Linked DNA regions of Mus musculus: all the other regions are linked to region 4. Evidence: chromatin contacts called from public promoter capture Hi-C data. All regions are on one chromosome and are shown on one strand. Each heading gives the region's core, a stretch centred on a gene start, on an enhancer-like site or on the middle of the called end of the contact. The rest is flanking DNA. Distances are from core to core; before and after follow the strand shown.

Region 1 (4,083 bases), core at 296-2,795, 1.0 Mb before region 4:
GTATGAACACATGGGACTATAAGTCGATTCTGTTATCTATTATTTCATTTACCTAACACATAAAACCCAGCAGAATGGAAATGTTCACATCATAATAGTTTAGAATTTAAGTCTTGGGGACAAACAGATTCTTTTTGTATACTTATTTACATAGTCCCAATGCCTACAATCAAACACATAGCAACTATTCTATAAACATTTGCCAATTATGGTAAGCTTTGTAGCTTATATGGAACAATTTGTAAGATCGCATTACGGTTGTATGGAATATGAAATATTTTTATCTAACTTCATATGTAAGGCACAATTGCCTGATTCTATGCACAGCTAAATATTTCTTCATTGCTCGTTATAAAATAAAGAATGTGTGTTGGGAAGTGTAGGGTGCTGGCAATCTCAAAGAAATAAGATCCCAAGTCCTACAAAATGACATTCCGGAACTACAGTTTTATTCACTGAGCTTTTCCTATTCTAAATGCTGTTCTAACTTAGAGCAGGTTTGTATATGCATAATAAAGTGTTATCATTATTATGGACTTAAAATGTATCATCCAACATATGGCAAATTTTAAAAAAATATTTTCATTAAATAGAGAGAGAGAAAGAGAAAGACTAAGCAGATGTTGTCTGGCATGTTAATCTAACAGAAAATACTAACAAGTTCTCCCTTTAAAAATAATTGGAGCATGACTCAGTATGTAGTCAACAAACTACGAGCCTTTCATTTTTATGTAACGTAGTTCATATCTTCATTTTATCAGAAAGCAGTAGTGTACACCAGTAGACCCATGGCCACCTGCCTGCGTGATTACACAATCACTGTGGGTTTGATCTTGGAAGCTAACTACTTTATTGATATTATTCCTTGAAAACATATACAACTCTGAGAATTCTTCAAACTTGTGAAGTTAGGAGGGATATATATATATATATATATATATATATATATATATATATATATCTTTCTGCAGAATATTCTTTGTATATTAGGGTTCCACTCAGAGTATCCATTTAATGCTATGTATCAAGTGACGGTCACAAATCAGCAGGTTTCTGGCAAGTTGCATAGAGAAGTGACAGTCATGTCACTGTATTTACAGAGGCAGACAGAGCCTTTGTGCCTCACAGCGACTCAGGGCAGCAGATAGCAAATAAACAGGGTTTACTGTGCTACAAAGACTCTTGAAGGCTCAGGGCTCTCTGTTGACCTCCATAGCTGAAATCAGTGAGATGCCTCGTTACGCCTCCTGAGGGCAGCATTTAATACCTCTCTGGACCCAGCCTCTTCATCAAAACCATGTCTCCTACTCCCTAACCTTAGCCTTAGGTGGAGTCTTGCTTCTGATCGCACAGCAAAGTGCAACTAATCTGTTAACGTGCACTTGATGTGTTCTCTTTCAACAACTCAAAACGTATTTGAGTCTCCGCTACCGGCAAAGGATAGACCAGGCTCTAGAGTAAAGAGAGCAAAGAAGCCGCTCTCTTTCTCCATTGCTAGCTGTAGCATCCGATAACATTCAATTTTAGATTTGTAAAAGCTTAACCAAAAGTAAGAAATAATTAACGAGAAGGCACTGCGAGGCTGCATGTTCAGCACTCCCAGACACACTAAGATCCATTGCTTGCATCGCAGACCAGAGTTGCAGGCTGTTGTCTGGCTGGTAACTTCCTGCAATTTCCAATTGGCACAGCGTGTTAGCAAATGGGAGACCAAATTCAGACTCATAGAGTTCACATAAAAATATAACGTCTCAGTTTCTGTGGTCACATCTGACTCTGTCAGCCCCTCATTCCTGGCACCCATTCAAGGTGCTGCGCGGTGGTACCTGTTCAAAGTTTGTCATGCTTCTCATCTGTCTGTCTTTATTCTTGCTACTCAAGGTGAGTCTTGGTGATTATTTGCCAACATGCTTGGAAAGCAACAGAGAGATGGGTTTTGCCATGGCTATAAGGACATAAAAACCATGTGCTGTGTTAACCGTCTGCTATTAGGCTATGACACCATTTGCTTCTCCTCTGTAAGCATCTGGGCTTAGGGATGCTTGTTTAGGAGGTAATAGGTATAAAGAACAAGATGGAAAGGAAAAATAAGGAAGAAGACATTGAAGAGAGATAAAAGTTATGTTATTAGATGGAGTGGTAGCTACTGGGAGAACCATCATGGGCTAAAAGCTGTGGTGGTTTGTGGGTAGAGGGTAAAAGTCAGAGAGAGAGAGAAGGGGGGGGAACCATCAGGAAACAAGGCATGAAGGTGAATTTGTGATGAAATCTTAAGTTCTAGAATGTAAAACATAATTCTGTATATGGAAATAATAATAATAAAAATAATAATAATTGTATAATATTATAGTTAATTATACATTATTAATCATCACTAAGTAAATTACTATTTCATGAAATCATTAAACAATAATTTATAAGTATATATTATTATAATTATAAATACATTTCAATATAAATTATATAATATATAACATCATGTTACATTATATTTTATGAATATTTATATTATATAAAATATATAATATAAAATATAATATATAAATGTAAATATATAATATATTCATATTAATTTAAATATAATATGAATATATAATTGTTATATATTATTTATCTATAAATTGATTATATATAATTAAAATAAGAATAATATCTCTGTCACATTGTTGTTGCTTGCTTTTTGTTTTCCCTTCAAAAGGGTATTATAGGTTGGTCTCCCAGTTCCTAGACTTGAGAGGTCCTCCCTCAAAGCTGAGACCACAGACAGACAACTCTGAGTGCTCCCTAACCTTTTGAGGGTTCCATCCTGTGGAAATCACTGGCTACTTTAATTTACTCTCTCACAGGTAAGGCTGGCACTCAGCACCACTCAGTACTGGGGTAGAACATCGACAGAGTCATCTTTAGGTCATGTCTAAGGATTTCCTTTCTCAGCTAGTTTACTGCAGGGCTGTAGGACAGGGCCAGGGAGGGGCACTAAGACAGAAGGTATAGGGCCATGGAGACCCCAATGCTCATGGATTTTGAATGTGTTTCTGAGGCCCATTTAGACTTGGCCTTGTCTCTACTCCTCCAATGTGATTATACAGTACTGTGCCTGTGGCCACATCTGTGACAGGAGATGGCCCCCAGGTCCAGATGGTAGCTCAGTACATGTGGCTGCTTGACAGTCCAAGTCTAGTCACTCAACCTCTCCAGGAGTCCAACTCTATTCCACGGGTTTCTTCAAAGAATTATCACAGAAGCATGGTTTTATTCTTAACCAACACAGATCGGCACATAATTCTCTGCTCCATCTTTCCCAGGGGCTTAATTCAGCATTTACAACAACAGTAAGTAGTCCTTATAAATTGTATAGCCCCCCCCAAAAAAAAATCATTTGCCAGATCGAGAGTGTTAAAGGTGACAGCCCAGAATAAATTGATTTGCAGTCATTGAGATGTATCTGGGAGCTTCGGCGGTACAATCAATTAGCACTTGGTACTTACAAGACAGCCCAGGCAGAGATGTATCTGTAACTGATGTCCTGACCTGATTAAGTTTATAAAAATCTATTGTTCTTTTTCAAAACTCATCTTTCTTCTGCACGTGACAAACTGGGGAAATTTCTGCAAATGGGATAGGAATTACCATCCTTGGCATGTCTCAGTTTTAGGTGATCATAGGAATCTCTAAATATCTCCCTCAAGACTGTAGAATATTTGTGACTTTTGTCAAAAAAAAAAAAAGGCTGTTCCTATTATGATATGGCTCTACTCAAGGATTTGACATAGGGTTCTGCAAGTTGGGAAAACCACCACAAGGCACTAGGTCCTCTGGAAGACACCCTTGCCAATGTTCCCCCTATTCCTGACAACTCATTTCCCAGTACAGCTAGTAGACCCTAAAATGTGGGGTTCTCCAAGGGTTAAGCATTTTAGAACCAGTGTTCAGAGACCCTACAATGATGAGGTATTTTTCTGCCACACGGAACTGTTTTGATAAACAAATATGTTTCCTTGGAGGAAAAGCTAGGACAAGATTTTGAAGTCCAGTCTTGTTGCCATCTCCTGTGTCCTTCCTTGTGACATCACAGCCTCCTTG
Region 2 (4,412 bases), core at 265-2,764, 1.1 Mb before region 4:
GACCTGTAACAATTTGGTAATTAAAACATTAGCAAAACCAGAAAAACTTGGCTTGTTTATTGAGGAAACGGTTGCAAAGAACCGAGGAAAATCCTCCTCTCTTTTGTTATTTTGCTGAATTCTGTCTCTGGTATGTGAGCTCGAAAAACGCACATTTGTTCTGGGTTCTCTGACAGCTACCTGATTGGAAGTGAAGACCCACTTCACAAGAGGGGACTCCTGCCTGGTAATGTAGATTCTACCTGTGGCGGCAGAGGTCAGAGGCCAAGAAGAAAGTTTGCTACAGTCATTTTTTCTAAACCAATATAATTTCTACCTGTATTCTAAATATTTATCCTATGCCCACAGCTAAGTGTAACTCTCACCCCTATATCAAAGATGTATCCATTTGGAACAGGTGGAAACTGTTAAAGAAGTCCCCAGCTGGCCAAAATGCATAGAATGAGCATCAAGGGGGTGTCCAAGCCCAGTGATAGATCTGCAATGCAAGCCCTACTCTCAAGGGCCAGAAAAAAAAAATCACTGACAGAGATGGAACTATTGCAAGACCCTGAAGGCCAGGGCATCTGCTATGCAATAGCATCTTCTGTATATGACAGAGAAACTGTATCCAGGAAATTTAACAATGACACACCAGTTTGCATGCTAAATAGACAGAAGAAATTCTGCAGGGCCTCATTCCTAGATGAAGGGCCATAGGCAATTAATGATTGCAGAGAGAGAGGGGGAGGGGGAGGGGGAGAGAGAGAAAGAATACCAGGCTCAACCAAGGGTTAGCTCCCACAGAGGCTGTCCAATCTCATGTGGTTAGGCCTGGATACATGTACACAGGAGGAAAGTCCATTTGGACTAAGTAGGTGTATATACATATAATAATAAAAAAGAAGGGAACACAGATTTGGAAGGGGGATATGAAGGAGTTGGAGCAGGGAAAGGAAAAGGCAAAAGTGATATGGGTACAGTGCTTATGTACAAAGTTCTCAAAAAATAGAATTATTAAGTTAAAAAGGAAATTGGACATTTAAATATTAAAATTGGAAAGATGGCAGCAAACAGGAGGTCAGAGGAGCATCAAGTTTTTCAGTGGTGACTTGGAGAAGCCTGAGTGCTAGGTCCTATTTAGAACTGAGCGGGGGAAAAAGAATCCTGTTTTATTCAGGTGGAAAGTGGCAGGCTGCATGATGGATTTTCTTAGTTAAGGAAGGTGCAAGGAACACTGAGCCTGTGCTGGCTGCTGCTCCCTGATGGATTTTGTCTTAACAGAAGCTTGTAGTATGAGCAAAGCCATCTTGTAAGTAGTAGCTGGTTATAAATTAGATTTGCCCTGGGGTGACACTCACGTACATACATACACACATACGTGGGTTTTTTTGTTTTTTGGGTTTTTTTCCCTTTAAAAGTACGAACTTCTGGCTTACAGAATACATAAAAAGAAATGCTTGTGCAAACTTTGAAAGGTCTCAGCTTCATTTTGGACTCCTGACCTCCAGAGATGGCCTGTGCTGATCACAGGGGTGTGCCTGCGGACAGGGCTGCAAACCAGGAATGGAACGGGGAGCTGTTCTCAGTGGCTACTGTGATAACAAACACCAACCAACACTAAATGCAAGAGCTGAGTTTCATGTCCCGGGGATAGATGGAGAGGCAGGTAGGAATGAGGGTCAGTAAGATTACAGAGCTCCACTCTGATTTTCTATTGGCCGCTTAATTAAAATTCCAGTATAAACAAGACATACTAGGAATATTGATTCACCCCCCCCCCCACACACACACACACACAGTTATTAAGTAGAGGCCTGTACTAAGGGTATAAGAGCAGAATGAATTCTTACCCTGACCCTCAAGTTAAAAGGCAATTACTCAGAATAACATGAAGCAAGCAAGCAATGTCATCCCAGACACCAGGAGCAAAGGATTACACAATCCCCGCACCCGTGTGCGCCGGATCCATGTGGTGAGAGCCTCCGGCAATCTGGGCGGTGCTTTCAACTATGATTTCGCTCAGCTCTTCAAACTGGGTTCTGTTTACTGGGCTTCCCTCCAATGGGACTTACCTGAGAACAACTCAACTGTAGTTTGTTTGCTTGTTTGTTTTGTTTCCCAAATCAGTCGTGGGCCCCAGGGATCCCAGTGAGTCCAGTTGTCTCTGGCAAGAATCCTAGTTGCAAGCCCCGGCTTTGGCTGTGTGCCTGTTTGGGCTTCGGAACTACTCTGCCCCCAGTCACAGCTTGGGAGCCGCACTGTGGTTTTGCCTTCCTTACCTGCTCCTGCCTGTTGGCAAAATAGTAACTAACAGAATCAGCATTCACTGCTGGGGTCCTGGGTGCTCCTGCTGTTAACACATCTCCTTCCCGCGCAGCATCAGGCACAGAAAGGTGGAGGGATAAAGCGGGACCCTGGCTGTGTAGTTACAGAAACTGAGCAATCTTGGACATGGTGGCGAGCTCTTCTTCCAGCCTCGGAGTCTTCTGCCTTGAGGGGGGTAATTTAACCTCACCTGATTGTTAGGGCAATTAAACAGACTAGTGTAGGTAAAATATCTGGCACCGAATTACACAGTACACATTAGTCAGGGTCGACTTCCCATCTCAGCTCCCCGCTCTAATTAGCGAATCTTCATACTTGTGCACCTGAACGGTTGACAAACTTAGCTCCTAAAAACTCTCAGTGATGCAAGTATTCATCAGCTGGACACCTCCCCCCCCTCCCCCCCCCCCCCCGCCGCCCCAGACTGCCCACAGACAATGGACAACAGAAGAGGGCAATTTCTATTAGTGCAGAGTCCGTGAAAGTGGTTCTTACAGGTGAGCTCACGCATCTCATACGGCCTGCGTCCAAAAGCTGACGACTCGGTAACTGAGCTCTGGTCGTGCAGCTGCATTAGGCCAGGTCATGAATAAGACAAATATGTCTCATTGTCCTGCAGCTTTTAGTGTTGAGAATCAGAACCTCGTTTCTTACCTCCTTTTAATACCTAGTAAAATGGCTTCTATGAAAATGGATGCCTTCGTTTCTTTACGTGTGTGTGTGTGTGTGTGTGTGTGTGTATGTGGTGATGCTGCTGCTGCTGCTTTGTTGTATGTTGTATGTATGTTGTATGTTGCTTTGAAAGATCCATGCTTCCTCTCACTGCCAGAAAACAGTGGTTATAAATATGTGAAGACAATCCCAGGTAGAAGCAGTAGTGGCAACTGTCTCTGAGAAGAGAGAAATGACTTCCAAAAGAAGCTATGCACTGTAGCCTTGCTGGAAGCAGCAGGTAAGTTTCCAAAGCCAGCTGTGTGGATCGTTCTTGAGTTGTAAGTGTTTAGAGTTTTGTTTTCAGACCAGGTTATAATGATGAACTGATGAGCCGAGACAACAGGGAGAACAACTTAGAGTTAAACACTGGCTCTCGAAGCTGCTGTTGGAACATTTAGTTTCTCTGTAAATATTTGGTGACAGAGTCTTTTTTTCTTCCTGGGAGAGGTAAATATGCCACTCATCTTGAAATGGCTACACAGGGGGTAAAATTATCCACAAAATGTAGCTCAGTGTGAGCCCCAGGTAATGATTTCCATACACAATTAGGCTTATGGATGTAGGTAGTTTGCAATTTATTTGGTATATAAATGACTAATGAGAGAGAGCATGCGTATAGTGTACAATCCAGGTTTCTATGCTAAGAAACAAAACAATCTAAATCCTACCACAGTAAATTTTATCAAATGCAGAACTGTCAAGGAAGTATGCTATGGGGATCCAGTAATTCCTGTTATCAATATTTAAAGTTGGATGCTACCTACAAATTAAAAAAATAATCTAAAAGATGTCTTGTGAAGACAAAACAAAGCCCTGCCTTTTTGTGGAAGCCTAGAGGAAATGAATGAACGCCCTTCCCAAGGTCACTCCAGGAATTAGTGGCAAACGGCAATTCTGATCCCGATAATTCGGATCAGTCGATCTCAGTGGTTTTGTGCTCCTTGTGTGAAACAAATGTACACGCATCACAGACAGTTCCCGTCCTGTGAGGATGCCCTGCTTTGACAGCTCACTCTGGCGGTGCCATTTCCCTCAGCCATGCTGTTCTTACCCAAGCTAAAATCTTCCAGGGCTGCCCACAGCCTGCCCACCCCTTTACCTTCCACATCTCCTGCTCCTTGTTGCCTCTTTTTCCATCTCTGTATCATCTCACTCACGTTCCTGTCACCGTCACAGGATCTGACCCCGCTGGCCACGAAGCCCGGAGAAGCTCCAAGGCGTCTCTGTTCCACATTCAGAGGATTTCACCTTCAGCTTTGAAATCAGATGCACAAGCATCCATATCTGCTATTTCTTATTTCAATTATTTCTGAGCCGCTATCAAAGATTTAATGTTGACTATGGAAACTTTATCTCTCTCGTGTCTGACACTTTGAAGACAAATTCCTTCA
Region 3 (4,443 bases), core at 1,863-4,362, 1.5 Mb before region 4:
AGAGTGAGGCTGCACATCAGTTTGAGCGCCTTGTGATATTTACACTGAAATGAACAGGTCCCTCCTTTTCTTTTCAGCTGCCAAGTAAAATAATGAGACGGACCTCCACCCATGTCAAATGTAATGACTACTGGGGAAGACACTTGCGGTCCCCAGGCCTGTGTGATTGTATCAAGTGGACAGGCCGATGTAGTTCCTTGTCCTCTTCCTTGAGACTGGGAAAACTTAAAGGACATTATTGGTATTCTAGCTGTTTCCTGCTTAGTTTGTCTCTGTGGAGATTAATTAGTTCTGAAATTCCACTTGGTGTTTCCTTCTCTCTTTTCTTCAGTTTTTTGGTCATATTTAATTTCTCATTTCATTGCTTTTTATTCTACCTTATGTATTTTCAGATATAGTATTACATCAAAGTATCTATCTCCCCAAATTCATTGTGAAGGTTGCACTTCATAATCCCAGCACTGAGGAGGCAGAGGCAGGCGGATTTCTGAGTTCCAGGACAGCCACGACTATACAGAGAAACTCTGTCTCGAAAAACAAAATCAAAACAAACAAACAAACAAAAACAAAGAGTTGTATAGACTCTTGTCATTGGAAATAATATTGGAAATTGCTTAGTCAGGGTTTCTATTTCTGCACAAACATCATGACTGTACTGTCTAGTTTTGTGTCAACTTGACACAGCTGGAGTTATCACAGAGAAAGGTGCTTCAGTTGGGGAAGTGCCTCCATGAGATCCAGCTGTAAGGCATTTTCTCAATTAGTGATCAAGGGGGGAGGTCCCCTTGTGGGTGGTGCCATTTCTGGGCTGGTAGTCTTGGTTCTATGAGAGAGCAGGCTGAGCAATCCAGGGGAAGTAAGCCAGTAAAGAACATCCCTCCATGGCCTCTGCATCAGTTCCTGCTTCCTGACCTGCTTGAGTTCCAGTCCTGACTTCCTTGGTGATGAACAGCAGTATGGAAGTGTAAGCCGAAAAAACCTTTTCCTCCCCAACTTGCTTCTTGGTCATGATGTTTGTGCAGGAATAGAAACCCTGACTAAGACTAAAAGAAGTCAGGACTGGAATTCAAGCAGGTCAGGAAGCAGGAGCAAATGCAGAGGCCATGGAGAGATGTTACTTACTGGCTTACTCAGCTTGCTTTCTTATAGAATCCAGGACTACCAGCCCAGAGATGGCACCACCCAAAAGGGGCCATCCCTGCTTGATCACAAATTGAGAAAATGCCTGACAGCTGGATCTCATGGAGGCATTTCCTCAAGGGAGGCTCCTTTCTCTGTGATAACGCCAGCCTGTGTCAAGTTGACACAAAACTAGCCAGTACAGAAACCATGAGAATAAGAACACTTTGCACCTGTGACGATATCATTGTCTTTATTGGTCTTCATTTGTCCTACTGTAGAACTCAAGTGGGTTGCCACTGTTCCTATTTATACATGTGTGTGTCAATTCCTGACACAGCTGTGCCTGAGGTGGAGGGCCTAGTAAACCCTTACAAGATGAAGTCTTTACCTGGGATTAAGTTGGCCTGGTTTTGTATGCTAAACTTAGAAAAGTCTCTTCAAAGTAAAAACATTGAAAGAGGTGATTAAAGAGAAGACTGTGAGACACAAGAGAGATGTGCATAAGGTGGCCCAGCCAGTGCTGACTGCAGGCTTCTTTGTCTCTTCTCTGTGTGCTAATGTCTGTGAGGCTGTGTTTTCCAGATTGTTGGAAAAGACTTCTAAGTGACTTTATCTTTAAAGTACCATTTGCTATGCACAAGTACATGAATTTGTATTTTTCTGTTAACTTGTAAATTAAGGAAGATCTCCTCCCACAGTCTACAGTTAGTACTTGCAGTGTTCTGCTGTTTGACACAGGATAAACCCCTAATTCGAGGCTTTGTGGAGCGCTTCTTACATCTCCAAACATGCTTAAAAAAGAAAAGAAAGAAATTTGTACAGACAATACATGACAGTAGTTTAAATTATCATTGAAATTATTTACATCTGTCAAAAGTCATTATTTCACTTTCTTTGTAACTAGTGGGAATACAATGCAATGGGGTTTATTATCCTTTTTATAATATTCTATGTTCACAGCACAGTATTTAATCAAAGCCAGTCAGTTTTAATTAAAGACAAACCCAAGAAATACAGTGATAGTTTTTTATTTGAAATTCTTGTATCATCCTGTATTTAAATAACTTTGATGTTCAGTAATGTACTCTTTTTAAAATGAATTTCCACCCTTTATGAATGAATCTGTTATTCTCAGATTTGAGCTAGTTTCTTAAATGATAAACAGTGAGCAGACACTTTAGCAATCACACATTTATTACCTAAATTTTACTTGAAAAACAAAAAACAAAAAAACCAAAAAAAAACTGAAAGAGCCTCTGGGAGAGCCACTGATGGCAGGTGCCTGTTTCAGGGCCTCGGAGACTGCTGGGAGAAGATGGCATTTACCTTAAGACTGGAAGAGTAAATGTTCTCTTCTCTGACAGAGCCAGGAAGCACATAGCTGCCATGTGCACAATATGTGTGAGGTGCACAAAGGACCTTTGTGTTGAGGAGGAGGAAGAGAAGGAGCAGCAGCAGCAGCAGCAGCAACAGCAGCAGCTAAGCAGAGGCCTGCTGGGAACAAGACTGGAAGGGCACACAGGATGGGAAAATCTGCAGCCTGCAAGTCGGGTGGGAACAGTTGGCTTGTCTTCCCAGTGCAGTGTGTTTTAGGTAGTAGAGTGATGGCTGTCTTACCATTGGAAGTCACTTAGGGGCACAGGGGACGCCTGTTTTCAGTCCTGGATGCTGTTCTCTCTTGGCGTGGTCTCCCTTCCTGGAGAGTAGATCTCTCAAAGGGTTTCCATGAGATTTTGTGTTTGCACTGTATAATAGGGAACATATGATTCTTTCAACTTTTTAAATATCAATGACAACTTTCTTTAAGCTCTTTCTTGCCTTTGGTATTTTGTTGTTACTTGGCAAAATGTCATAGAGATTTTATTCTTAAGTAAATGAAAGCACTTACCTTGGGGCTCACAGTTCCAAAGGTGTAGGCATGGTGGTGGGCAGGACACTGGAGCAGTACTTGAGAGCTTATATCTCTCTGACCCACAGCAGGAGGCAGAGAGAGAAGAGAGAAGTAACCAGAAATGTTATAGGGTTTTCAAACCTTAAAGCCCTCCCCTAGTGACTCAGCTCCTCTAACAAGGTCAGCTTCCTACTCCTTCCCAAGCAGTACCTCTAATTTAAAACCAAGCATTCAAATTAGTCTGTGAGGGCCATTCTCATTCTAGCTACCATGTTCCACTCCCTGACCCCACAGGCTTGTAGTGATATCATAATGCAAAACACATTCAGTCCAGCATCAGAAGTTCCCTTGAGTCTTTGACAGCTTCAACACTGTTTAAAAGTCCCAAGTCTCATCTGAGAGTCAGTCTCTTAGTTGTAGCCACCTGTAAAGTCAAAAACTGAACTACATCCTTGTCACTCACCCTGGCACAGAGCGTACAGCTTCTGGAAGGGGAGGAAACAGGGCACAGTGAGGAAATGCTGGCTCCAAAGCAAGGTCACATCTCAGCAGGGAAACTGCTGTAGTGCCATGTCTGATGTCAAAGGCCTTCGGTGGCGCCGTCCTTCCAGCTTTGCCGACTGCAACATGCTTCTCTTTAAGAGATATCTTATTGTATATATGTATATGTAAAACATACATATAATAACATATTATATAATAGAAATTTTTCTTTTATTCTCAGCAGTTACATATTATGTTTGTTTTACTTGATAATGAAGAATATTTCAACAAAAGAGTTGTATATTTATATTTTCTGTCATATTTGTGACTAAATTCTACTCTTGAATATCTAAATAGATAAGGTATAAAAAAGATTAATTTTTTTTAAAAAACTTACCCTTAGAAGAAAAATATCAATAATAATTACATCCTAACTTTAGAGATCTCTAGACTAGATCATGGCAGCCTATGAGGCTTGTGTTTCTCAAAGCCTTGACAATATTTTGAGTAAACATAAGTACATATAAGGTATGAGTTTATGAGTGGCAAGCAAGCCTCATATGAAGTTTTGAGCTAAATGGAGATTTCATTCCTTATTAATAAGATGACCTGGCTCATTCTGAGTGGTTTTGTGAAAGACAAGGGAATTCCACTATTTATGAGTAAGAATACCAGAAATTATATTCTTCTGATCTTGCAGTTTTTCCTTTGATCAGAGGTCTTTCACCCCAGGTTATGTGATTGTGGAGTAAGGATATTTTTGTTTTTAAAGAAAACTATAGTCCTTTGGGGACTCAATCCCTCTCAAAACACCGGAGGGTCCTCAGCTTTCACCACTGACACTCTGAAGTCCTCGGAGCACTTGAGATGCACTCATACTGTCACTCAGAACGTGGTGCACTGTGGGTGAGTGTTGCCTGTGGAAACGTGGCTGCTCTGACTTGGAG
Region 4 (4,526 bases), core at 350-2,849:
GCATTATAAAGGGGGAAATTAATGATTACTTCTAGTTATTCAAATAGTTATTATAGAGCCTTTGCAAGATGCTAGATACCATGTTAGAATCATAGTTTCAACAAAGTACCTGCTAGGTTACTGCAGGAAACCAATAGTCCTAAACAGTTAGCAAATTGTTTATGTTACTGCTGAAATGGAATACAAAGTAGTGGGGGTAGAATAATTCATTAACTTGCTGAAGTTGTTTTGAAAAGATTTGAGGGAGTGGGGACTTAAACTGAATCAACCAGAAATATTTGAAGAAATGAACCCAGAGGAAGAAGAGGAAGAGGAAGAGAAGGAGGAGGAGGAGGAGGAGGAGGAGGAGGAGGAGGAAACAACAGTGTGGTTAATTTAAAACAGTAATTCCCAAAAGTGCAGTGTGGAACAAATTTGTGTAGACTGACATGCTGTAAGATTTAGGGGGTTATTAGTATATGTGCATATATAATGAATCTTGAATGACAGATAATGTGATATGTATGTAATTTTCTCCAAATTTATTGACAAGAGCAACTTTTTAGAACACTACTTCCTGGAATTATATGAATGATACATTTTGGGGAATGTTCAATAGTTATCAGCAAAATGGAAATCTAGCACTTACCTTGAAGCCTTACATGAGAAATCAAAACATTTCTGAGACATAGCACGTATTGAAATAGCTCCAACAAAATGCCTGGTTGCTTGGCAGTTTGTGTGTTTTTCTTTCTAGAAAGTTATTATTAATCTCTGGACAGCTTTTTAAAGCTTCAATTAAAACAAGCTTCAGAATATGTGACTTCAAAGGCGACTTCTGAGAACTAGGTCATATAAAAATTAAACCAAGCCTTTGGACATGTAGCTTGCATCAGGGAACACCAGGTTTAAACTACAACTCTAAAGAATCTGACCAGAGACAACAGAGAAGACGGCATCGATCAGATGAACTTTAATTATAGACTTCTACCCAACTCTTCCCTACCTCCAGGAATGCTTCCTGAGTGATAACTTTGCCATTATTTTCTAGGTTATTTGTGAGTTTTTGTTTTGTTTTCATCTATTCTTTGCCCTTTCCGTGTACTAATCTTTATGTTGGAATTTTCTCTTTGAAAATCCAAAAGTGTACGTGTACGAGGAGAATGGGGAGATGGTAAGAAGACGGAAGACGGGGTGGGGGAAGAACTGAGTTGCTGGGGACCATGAACACTGATCAGCAAAGCCCTAGAACAGTTATCAGAGCTCCCCCACCTTCTATACTCTCCCCAAAACACTGCCTCTATCAAAGGAGCTAGCGGAAGTTGCAGGGCACAGACTCTAATTTGGAGCCTGATACTGTAAAACTGGTAAATAGGTCTGGAGTTTCCCAATGACTAGAAGTCTCTTCAACTTCGAGACGGGGCTTTTGGGACTCTGAGGGGGTGAAGTTCAACCTACATTTGGGTCTTTTGTGGTCTGGGTTACTAAAGGATAGGACCGTAATCCTAGTTCCCCAAGTCACCGACAATAGGGGCTACAATTACTCACCCCAGCGCTCCCGCCAGGCTCTCCAGCTGGTTGCTAAGGATGCTGTGTAAGTCGCTCTTGGAGCCCGCTGGCTGACCTTTAACTGTCTCAAGGGTTTAGCCAATCACAAGCTGTCATTCCACCAGCCCTACCCCACCCGCACCTCGCGTGTACTCAGATTATAAGCAATAAATCCAAACAAGCAAGCAAACGAATAAACAAACAAAAAACAAAAACAAAAACAAAAAACAAAAAACCTTCGTTGGCTTAAGACGACCGAAAAGCTCACAGCTGTGACTCCGCGTGACTTCCTTGTGTACTGTGTGTAGCTGCCAGCAGCCGCAAAAACGCCTTGGCAGCAGTCAGCACGTCCTCCATGCCTAACGCCCTGTTAGACCGTATATCTTTGGAAGAAGTTGCTATTGGCAAATTTCTTTCTGTAGAAAATCTGGAGACTGTCACAGCAACCAAATACGAGTCACCAAATACCCAGGGTGTTTTGACACATACTAACCACAAGGGGGCGAGTTTAAATTCAATGCCTTAAAAACATCCTGTAAGATTACCTGTGCCGACTAACAAAGGAAAGATTGGGTTTTTACAAATGTTCACACCTGGAAGTACTGACGGAAAACATTTTTAGTTACATGGGGAAACCAGTGTACGTACATCTTCCTATGACATAAATTTCCTAAAAATAATTGGGTGCTTCAAAAAAGAGACTCATAGTGGAAACTATAACGTTAGCATGAACTAAGGTTATCAAATAGGTCTTTTGTATTCTCTCTCTCTCTCTCCCCCCCCCTCCTTTTGGAGAGGGTGAAGCATAGTTTTTTTTAACTAAAAAACATTATTTCATACAATATATTCTGATTCATGTATTTCCATCCCCAAATTCCTCCCAGATCCCCCCATCTCCGTACCTACCCACCCAACTGTATGTTCCTTTCTCTCTCTTTAAATAAGAACTTCAAGTCTCTGAAGAAAGAAATTAAAGATCTCAGAAGATGGAAAGATCTCCCGTGCTCATGGATTGGCAGGATCAACATTGTAAAAATGGCTATCTTGCCAAAAGCAATCTACAGATTCAATGCAATCCCCATCAAAATTCCAACTCAATTCTTCAACGAATTAGAAATTCATCTGGAAATTCATCTGCAAATTCATCTGGAATAACAAAAAACCTAGGATAGCAAAAACTCTTCTCAAGGATAAAAGAACCTCTGGTGGAATCACCATGCCTGACCTCAAGCTATACTACAGAGCAATCGTGATAAAAACTGCATGGTACTGGTACAGCGACAGACAGGTAGATCAATAGAATGGTAAAATATAAAAAAAAAAAAAATTTAAAGTTAAAAAAAACTAGAAGAACGGAAGAGGGGGAGGAGGAGGAGGAGGAGGAGGAGGAGGAAGAAGAAGAAGAAGAAGAAGAAGAAGAAGAAGAAGAAGAAGAAGAAGAAGAAGAAGAAGAAGAAAAGAGAAAAGAAAGCACACAAGCAAAACAGCACTTGGGAGGCAGAGGCAGGTGAATTTCTGAGTTCGAGGCCAGCCTGGTCTACAGAGTTAGTTCCAGGACAGCCAGAGCTACACAGAGAAACCCTGTCTTGAAAAAAAAAAGAAAGAAAGGAAGGAAGGAAGGAAGGAAGGAAGGAAGGGAGAGAGAGAGAGAGAGAGAGAGAGAGAGAGAGAGAGAGAGAGAGAGAGAAAGAAAGAAAGATGGAAAGAAAGAAACCAAAATAAACAAGAAAAAAAAAAAAAAAACACTAAACACAAAATGCCCAACCAAAGCAAGATGAGATCAGAGGGCTACCAAAACCCTGCTGAGCTTGTGCCGGCTCATGTCTGCCTTGAAGTGGAGTTAATACACCCAGACAGGCTCCGCTGGAGAGAAATGCTTTCTCCTGGACATGAGGCATCAATTGTAGATAACTTCTTGGTTAAGGATCTTCACCTCCCCTTCTCAGAAGAGTGGGACCTCCCCTGGCTTAAACCTGTACATTCTGGCTTGAAACCACTGCTGTTACCTCTGTGAATTCATATGTGCATCAGTTCTGCTGTGTTTGGAAGAGTTTCCTTGGAGTCACCCATCACATCTGGCTCTTACAAATGTCCACCTATTCTTCTGAGTACTTCCCTGGGCCTCAAAGGGGAGTGCTTTGATGAAGACTGAGTGCTCCAACTCAGCACACCGTCCAGAAGTGAGTCTCTGTGTTTGTTCTCATCTACTAAAGAGAAGGAATATCTACTAAAGAGAAGGCTGGAGAGATGGCTCAGCAGGTAAGAGCACTGACTGCTCTTCCAGAGGTCCTGAGTTCAATTCCCAGCAACCATATGGTGGGTCACAACCATCTGTTATGGGATCAGATGCCCTCTTCTGGTGTATCTGAAAACAGCTACAGTGTACTTGTATGCTTAAGATAAATAAATAAATCTTAAAAAAAAATGAAAGAAAGAAATATCTTTATTGATGACTGATTGAGGAACTGATCTATTGGTATAGCAGATCGCCAATAGGAATAATTTTATTGATATGTTCCTTTAGAAGAAGAAGAATAGGGCTGGTGAGATGGCTCAGCGGTTAAGAGCACTGACTGATCTTCTGAAGGTCCTGAGTTCAATTCCCAGCAACCACATGGTGGTTGATGCCTTTTTCTGGAGTGTCTGAAGACAGCTACAGTGTACTTACATATAATAATAAATAAATCTTTAAAAAAAGGAGAAGGAGAAAGGAGAAGGAGAAAGGAGAAAGGAGAAAGGAGAAAGGAGAAAGGAGAAAGGAGAAAGGAGAAAAAGGAGAAAGGAGAAAGGAGAAAGGAGAAAGGAGAAAGGAGAAGGAGAAGAAGAAGAAGAAGAATAGTATTATGTGCTCCCACACACACACACACAAGACCTTTGACCTATCTAATCTCCAATCCTTAACCTGATCAGGTACAGACTTCATCTCATAAAGAGGGCCTTAAATCCAATCAAAGGATGGATTACTGTCTTAGTTTTGGTTTTATTGCTGTGAACAGACA
Region 5 (4,257 bases), core at 1,683-4,182, 1.6 Mb before region 4:
TTTTCAGGATTTACAGTAAATAAGAAGAATGTCTTGGGGAAGTTTATAATAGCTGGTGTATAGGTGATCATAAGTTATGTCTCAGTGATTTTTAAATAACTATTTTGAGTTATTGTTTGTGTTCTAGTCTGTTTTCTGTTACCAAGAACATTATAACACAGACTGAATTTATAAACAAGGCAGGGATATTTGGGCTCAGGGTCTAAAGGTTCAAGGTCAATGAGCCACATCTATGGGTGGCATGGGTATCTCTCTTTCAGTATGTGTGTGTGTGTGTGTGTGTGTGTGTGTGTGTGTGACAGAGACAGAGAAACATCCTCACACAGACACACACAGAGACAAACACACAGACAGAGAGATAGAGATGGAGAGACACAGAGAGACAGAGACATATACAGAAAGACAAGCAGTCAGGCAGAGAAGACTTTCAGGGTTGTCTGCTTCTTATAAAGCTACCAGGATTCAATGATGAGGCTCCCTGCTAACAACTTACTTCATCCTGATCATCTCCCAGAGATCTTTCTGGTAAGTACCACAGTGGGAATAACTTTCCCCACTCTTGTTACCTCTCCCAGGGGGTTAAATCCCAGCACATGCAGCCTTGAGGGAGGTATCAAGCCATAGCTAATGTAACATTCACATACTAAAGGATTCACCTGATGGAATTGTGCAGTTTAGTTGTTTCATCCACTCTCAGAGTTGTGCTGCCATCACGACCAGTTTCAGAATACTTCCATCACCACAGAAGAAAATCTAATCCTTCTCAGAGATCATTCCCCATTTCTCTCCAAATTCATTAGCCCTAGAAAACCACACATCTGTCCTGTAGCTCTAGTTGGACTATTTTTAGACATGTCATGTGAATAGAATTATACAATATGTGGTCTTTTGTGTCTTAATTTCTTCGATGTACAAGGTGTTTTCAATACAGATAATGTCAAATGTATAGATCAAATGGGAGGATCTTGCCTTATTAACACATTAATTCTTCTACCTTTGAACCTGAGTCTTTGAGGAGCTTATTTATAATTTTGGCTTTTTAGTTTGAAGAACACATGTTTGGTTTTAAGAAAGATTTCTTCCCGAGTGTCTTATTCTTTTATTCATGTTTCTGTAAATGGAATTGATTTTTTAACAATTTTTGGTTTGATTTTTCTGGTATGTAGACATTTAGCTGACTTTTTAACACTGATTGTGGTATGTATGTTAACGCCGTGCTGGTGTGACTGAATATGTGAACAAAGCCACTTAAGGAGAGAAGCATTTATTTTGGCTCATGCTTTCAATGAGTTCCTTCCATTGTCCTTTGGCTCTGTTTCTAAGCTCATGGTAAGAGAATAAGTATATCATAGTAGGAGTGTTTTGTAGAAGCTGCTCACCTTGGAAACCAGGAATCAGAGATAAAGAACCAGGAATAAGCTATTATCTTTAAAAGCACATTCCAATGACCTACTTTGCCTACCTAGGCTCCATCATCTAGAGTTTTCCAAGTAGCATCATTAGCTGGGGAGCAGGTTTTTAACATAGGAGCCCATGGAGGACATCTGCTCCTTGTCTGTAGTACTTGGTAATATAACACTCAATTCTAACACTTGCTCAAGCCTTCATTTGGGTCTCTGTTTGTGAAGTGGTATCCTCTGCAAATGGAAATCATTTCACTTCTTCCTTGTCTGGTCTGATTAGTTTTAGTTTTAGTTATATGTGCATGTGTGGGTATGTACATGTGAACACAGGTATCTGAGGAGTCAGAGGTGTCAGATGCCCTGGAGCTGGAGTACAGGCTGTCGTGTGCCATACCTCACTAAGAAATGAACTTGGGTCTTTAGGAAGAGCATTGTACATTCTAAGCGCCATCTCACAAGCCCCCTATCCCAAATGTCTTTTATTTTACTCTACCAGTCCAATGTCTAGAGCCTCTAGTAGAACATCAGTGCAGTGCACATCCTCAGGTTCTTCCTGACCTTTGGGAGAAGACATCATCCCATTTTTCCTCCCCACTGTCTCCAAGAGGGTGCCCCTTCCAACCAGGCCTCCCCACTCCCTGGGACCTAAGTCTCTTGAGGATTAGACGTGTCTTCTCCCACTGAGGTCAGACCAGGCTGTCCTCTGGTGTATTTGTGTTGGGGGCCTTGGCCTGGTTGGTGGCTCAGTCTCTGGGAGCTCCCAGGTGTTTGGGCTAGTTCTTCTAGCCCCAACATGTTTACTTTTAAACAAATTAATACTTTTGGATTTTTTGTAATGTCAATATACGTTGGAGACACCCCACTTTAAACTTGAGATGCCTGGGACCCTTGATGACAAGGGAGAAAAACTTGCCTGGGGTACCATGTTTCAGAGCATGAGGCTATGGTCTCTTGTGGGCCCCAGTATGAGTTCAGAGAGGTCCCAAGGTTGCTTCTTTGGTGCAAGCACCTCATGATGTCATTTCTGCAATTATTCTTAGTACTTACCATTTTTTTTTTTTTTTATCTATTTACTGTTCTTTCTCTCTCTTCCTTCCTTGATTAAGCCGGTATTTGGTGACCTGGCAAGACATAGTAGGAGCCCGCTTGATATCCAGAAGCTAGATGTTACCAATAGTATTAAAGTGAAGGCTGTTCATGAGTTCACGAGAAATGTATGTTATAGTCATTCAATAATACAAGTAACCTAGAGTCACAGGCAGAGATGAGTAAGTCTGCAGCTGTTCACCCAGCCTTAGTGTCAATTCTGTATAATAAAAATAGGATAGTTTTATCATAAAATTGAGGTTGGAATAATATACAGATATTTCCCAGAAAGTCAGCAATGGGTTCCTCGGGGGTTGTGGTAAATCTCTTTCCAAATATGCCCTAGCAATGAAAACACAACACAGTTAATATATGCTGTGTGCCTAGATTGGGCAGATCTACCGCTATACTACCATCTTCTCCATCTATCGGACTCCTTAGAACTTGCAGTTTCTCCAGGCAATGTGCTTCTGCTCCTCTTTTCTTCCTCCTCTGCATCCTCTTCCATTTCTCCTCCTTCTCTCTCCTACCTTCTGCTCCACCTTCCCTTTTTATCTGCCCAATCATCAGCTCTCCTTTATTTTACAAATTAAGGTAGGAAGCAGGAAATCACCTGAGTGCTGACTCATTCCTTCTTTGCAGCCACTCACAGGAGGAGAACAGATTTAACATCAAATATAATTAGCCCCAGGGCTATCCACAACACTCGGGTTCAGGGATGATGGTGGCAGCCCCGTAGGATTAAGTGAGGCTGTTTTTGTAGACAGACAGATGGGGTCCTGGATGTTTGATCTAGATTGCAGATCCAAAGACTGAAGGGTTAGCAGTATGATCTCATGTTTGTCCTTTTATGAAACCATACTGTCTCATACATGTCTGAGATACTGACTTTGTAACCCCAATACTGCTGTCCCCAACCTCACCAGAGACTGGGGGTTGGGAGATACAAAAAAAATTGTGCTTGCTATAAAACTTTTATGTTTGAGATTGTATAGTTCCCTTTTTTCTGTTCTAAATCTGTACTACTCTGTGTCATTAGAAAATGTTGGCACAGGAAAATAGAGAAGCATTTACCCACCCTCTGTGAACTTTGGGATTCCAACTTCCTTGTATGATTTCAATAAAAGACTGGGGCTGAGTCAAGTCTAGGTGAACCCCCTGACTTCCGAGTTCAAGGGCTCCCATGTCAAAAAAGAACAGCCTGTCAGTATTGTATGTCAATTGTACGTTTTCTTATTCACCTACCAGGTATCCCTAGTCCTTGATGACCCCTGACTCTTGTCGAAGCTGGACCCTGGGAAACATAATCAGTTAATTTCCCAAATTCTATTACCTAACTCTGAAATGCAATTTGTATTTTGTGACTCAACAACAAAAACATACATTTGGAATATGTGTTGGTGTCATATTAATTTGATTAAAAAATAATTACAGGATTTAAGATAAATATATGAATTGATTTAAATAATTTGATGTACTTTATTTTACATTGTATTTCCTCTAAAAACAATTTTGATGAATTATATACTGCTCAGGTTTGTTCACAATGAAGAAAATCACTTCCAAATTTGAGAAATAAAGCAGTATTCCAAGTTAAACAAACCAACCAACCAACCAACCAACCAACCAACCCAACAACCCAGTGGGCCATCCTTTTGACTGGAGGATAAACTTCCTTCTAACTGACTCACGTCTGTGTTCACAGATATGTGCTGACTAGCAGGCTCACGTGCACAGTGTGGAGGATAAGCTATATCTTACAAAATGG

The links. Promoter capture Hi-C pulls out the DNA fragments that hold promoters and counts their contacts.
Region 1: a contact with region 4 is called in a promoter capture Hi-C map of liver, with 5 times the contacts expected there. The contact joins the enhancer-like site here to the promoter of Tmem232 in region 4. A contact is called at or near these places in 10 of 39 promoter capture datasets (the 3T3-L1 cell line, 3T3-L1-derived adipocytes, the HPC-7 cell line and 7 more), 1 of 15 datasets of contacts at CTCF or cohesin (pro-B cells), 3 of 484 Hi-C or Micro-C datasets (B cells, cerebral cortex and uterus) and 1 of 9 other capture datasets (embryonic stem cells).
Region 2: a contact with region 4 is called in a promoter capture Hi-C map of liver, with 3 times the contacts expected there. The contact joins the enhancer-like site here to the promoter of Tmem232 in region 4. A contact is called at or near these places in 12 of 39 promoter capture datasets (the 3T3-L1 cell line, the HPC-7 cell line, cranial neural crest and 8 more).
Region 3: a contact with region 4 is called in a promoter capture Hi-C map of frontonasal cranial neural crest, with 6 times the contacts expected there. The contact joins the promoter of 1110058D11Rik here to the promoter of Tmem232 in region 4. A contact is called at or near these places in 8 of 39 promoter capture datasets (the 3T3-L1 cell line, frontonasal cranial neural crest, hippocampal neurons and 3 more) and 1 of 484 Hi-C or Micro-C datasets (cerebral cortex).
Region 5: a contact with region 4 is called in a promoter capture Hi-C map of embryonic stem cells, with 7 times the contacts expected there. The contact joins the enhancer-like site here to the promoter of Tmem232 in region 4. A contact is called at or near these places in 8 of 39 promoter capture datasets (the 3T3-L1 cell line, cranial neural crest, embryonic stem cells and 5 more) and 1 of 115 datasets of contacts at active chromatin or transcription factors (embryonic stem cells).

Annotation. Positions count from the first base shown.
Region 1 is chr17:64,498,231-64,502,313 of GRCm38.p6, forward strand. No RefSeq gene overlaps it. Among named protein-coding and RNA genes, the nearest start is that of Gm35098, 29 kb to the right of the region's middle. Within about 2 kb of position 1,546, at least 2 of the 459 cell types and tissues checked have an H3K27ac peak or open chromatin away from gene starts, as enhancers often do. A contact at or near this core is called in liver, where this site is marked.
Region 2 is chr17:64,464,962-64,469,373 of GRCm38.p6, forward strand. No RefSeq gene overlaps it. Among named protein-coding and RNA genes, the nearest start is that of Mir6420, 26 kb to the left of the region's middle. Within about 2 kb of position 1,515, at least 3 of the 459 cell types and tissues checked have an H3K27ac peak or open chromatin away from gene starts, as enhancers often do. A contact at or near this core is called in liver, where this site is marked.
Region 3 is chr17:64,047,560-64,052,002 of GRCm38.p6, forward strand. 1110058D11Rik (RIKEN cDNA 1110058D11 gene) reads right to left here and starts at 3,113. Exons shown (of 2, transcript NR_130982.1): 1 at 3,011-3,113; 2 at 2,303-2,866. All of the region lies in intron 15 of Fer (fer (fms/fps related) protein kinase), which reads left to right.
Region 4 is chr17:65,539,183-65,543,708 of GRCm38.p6, forward strand. It overlaps Tmem232 (transmembrane protein 232), which reads right to left and starts at 1,600. Exons shown (of 15, transcript NM_001008973.2): 1 at 1,528-1,600.
Region 5 is chr17:63,891,824-63,896,080 of GRCm38.p6, forward strand. Fer (fer (fms/fps related) protein kinase) reads left to right here. Exons shown (of 19, transcript NM_001037997.3): 2 at 4,195-4,257. The coding sequence starts at 4,254. Among named protein-coding and RNA genes, the nearest start is that of Fer, 30 kb to the left of the region's middle. Within about 2 kb of position 2,933, at least 9 of the 459 cell types and tissues checked have an H3K27ac peak or open chromatin away from gene starts, as enhancers often do. A contact at or near this core is called in embryonic stem cells, where this site is marked.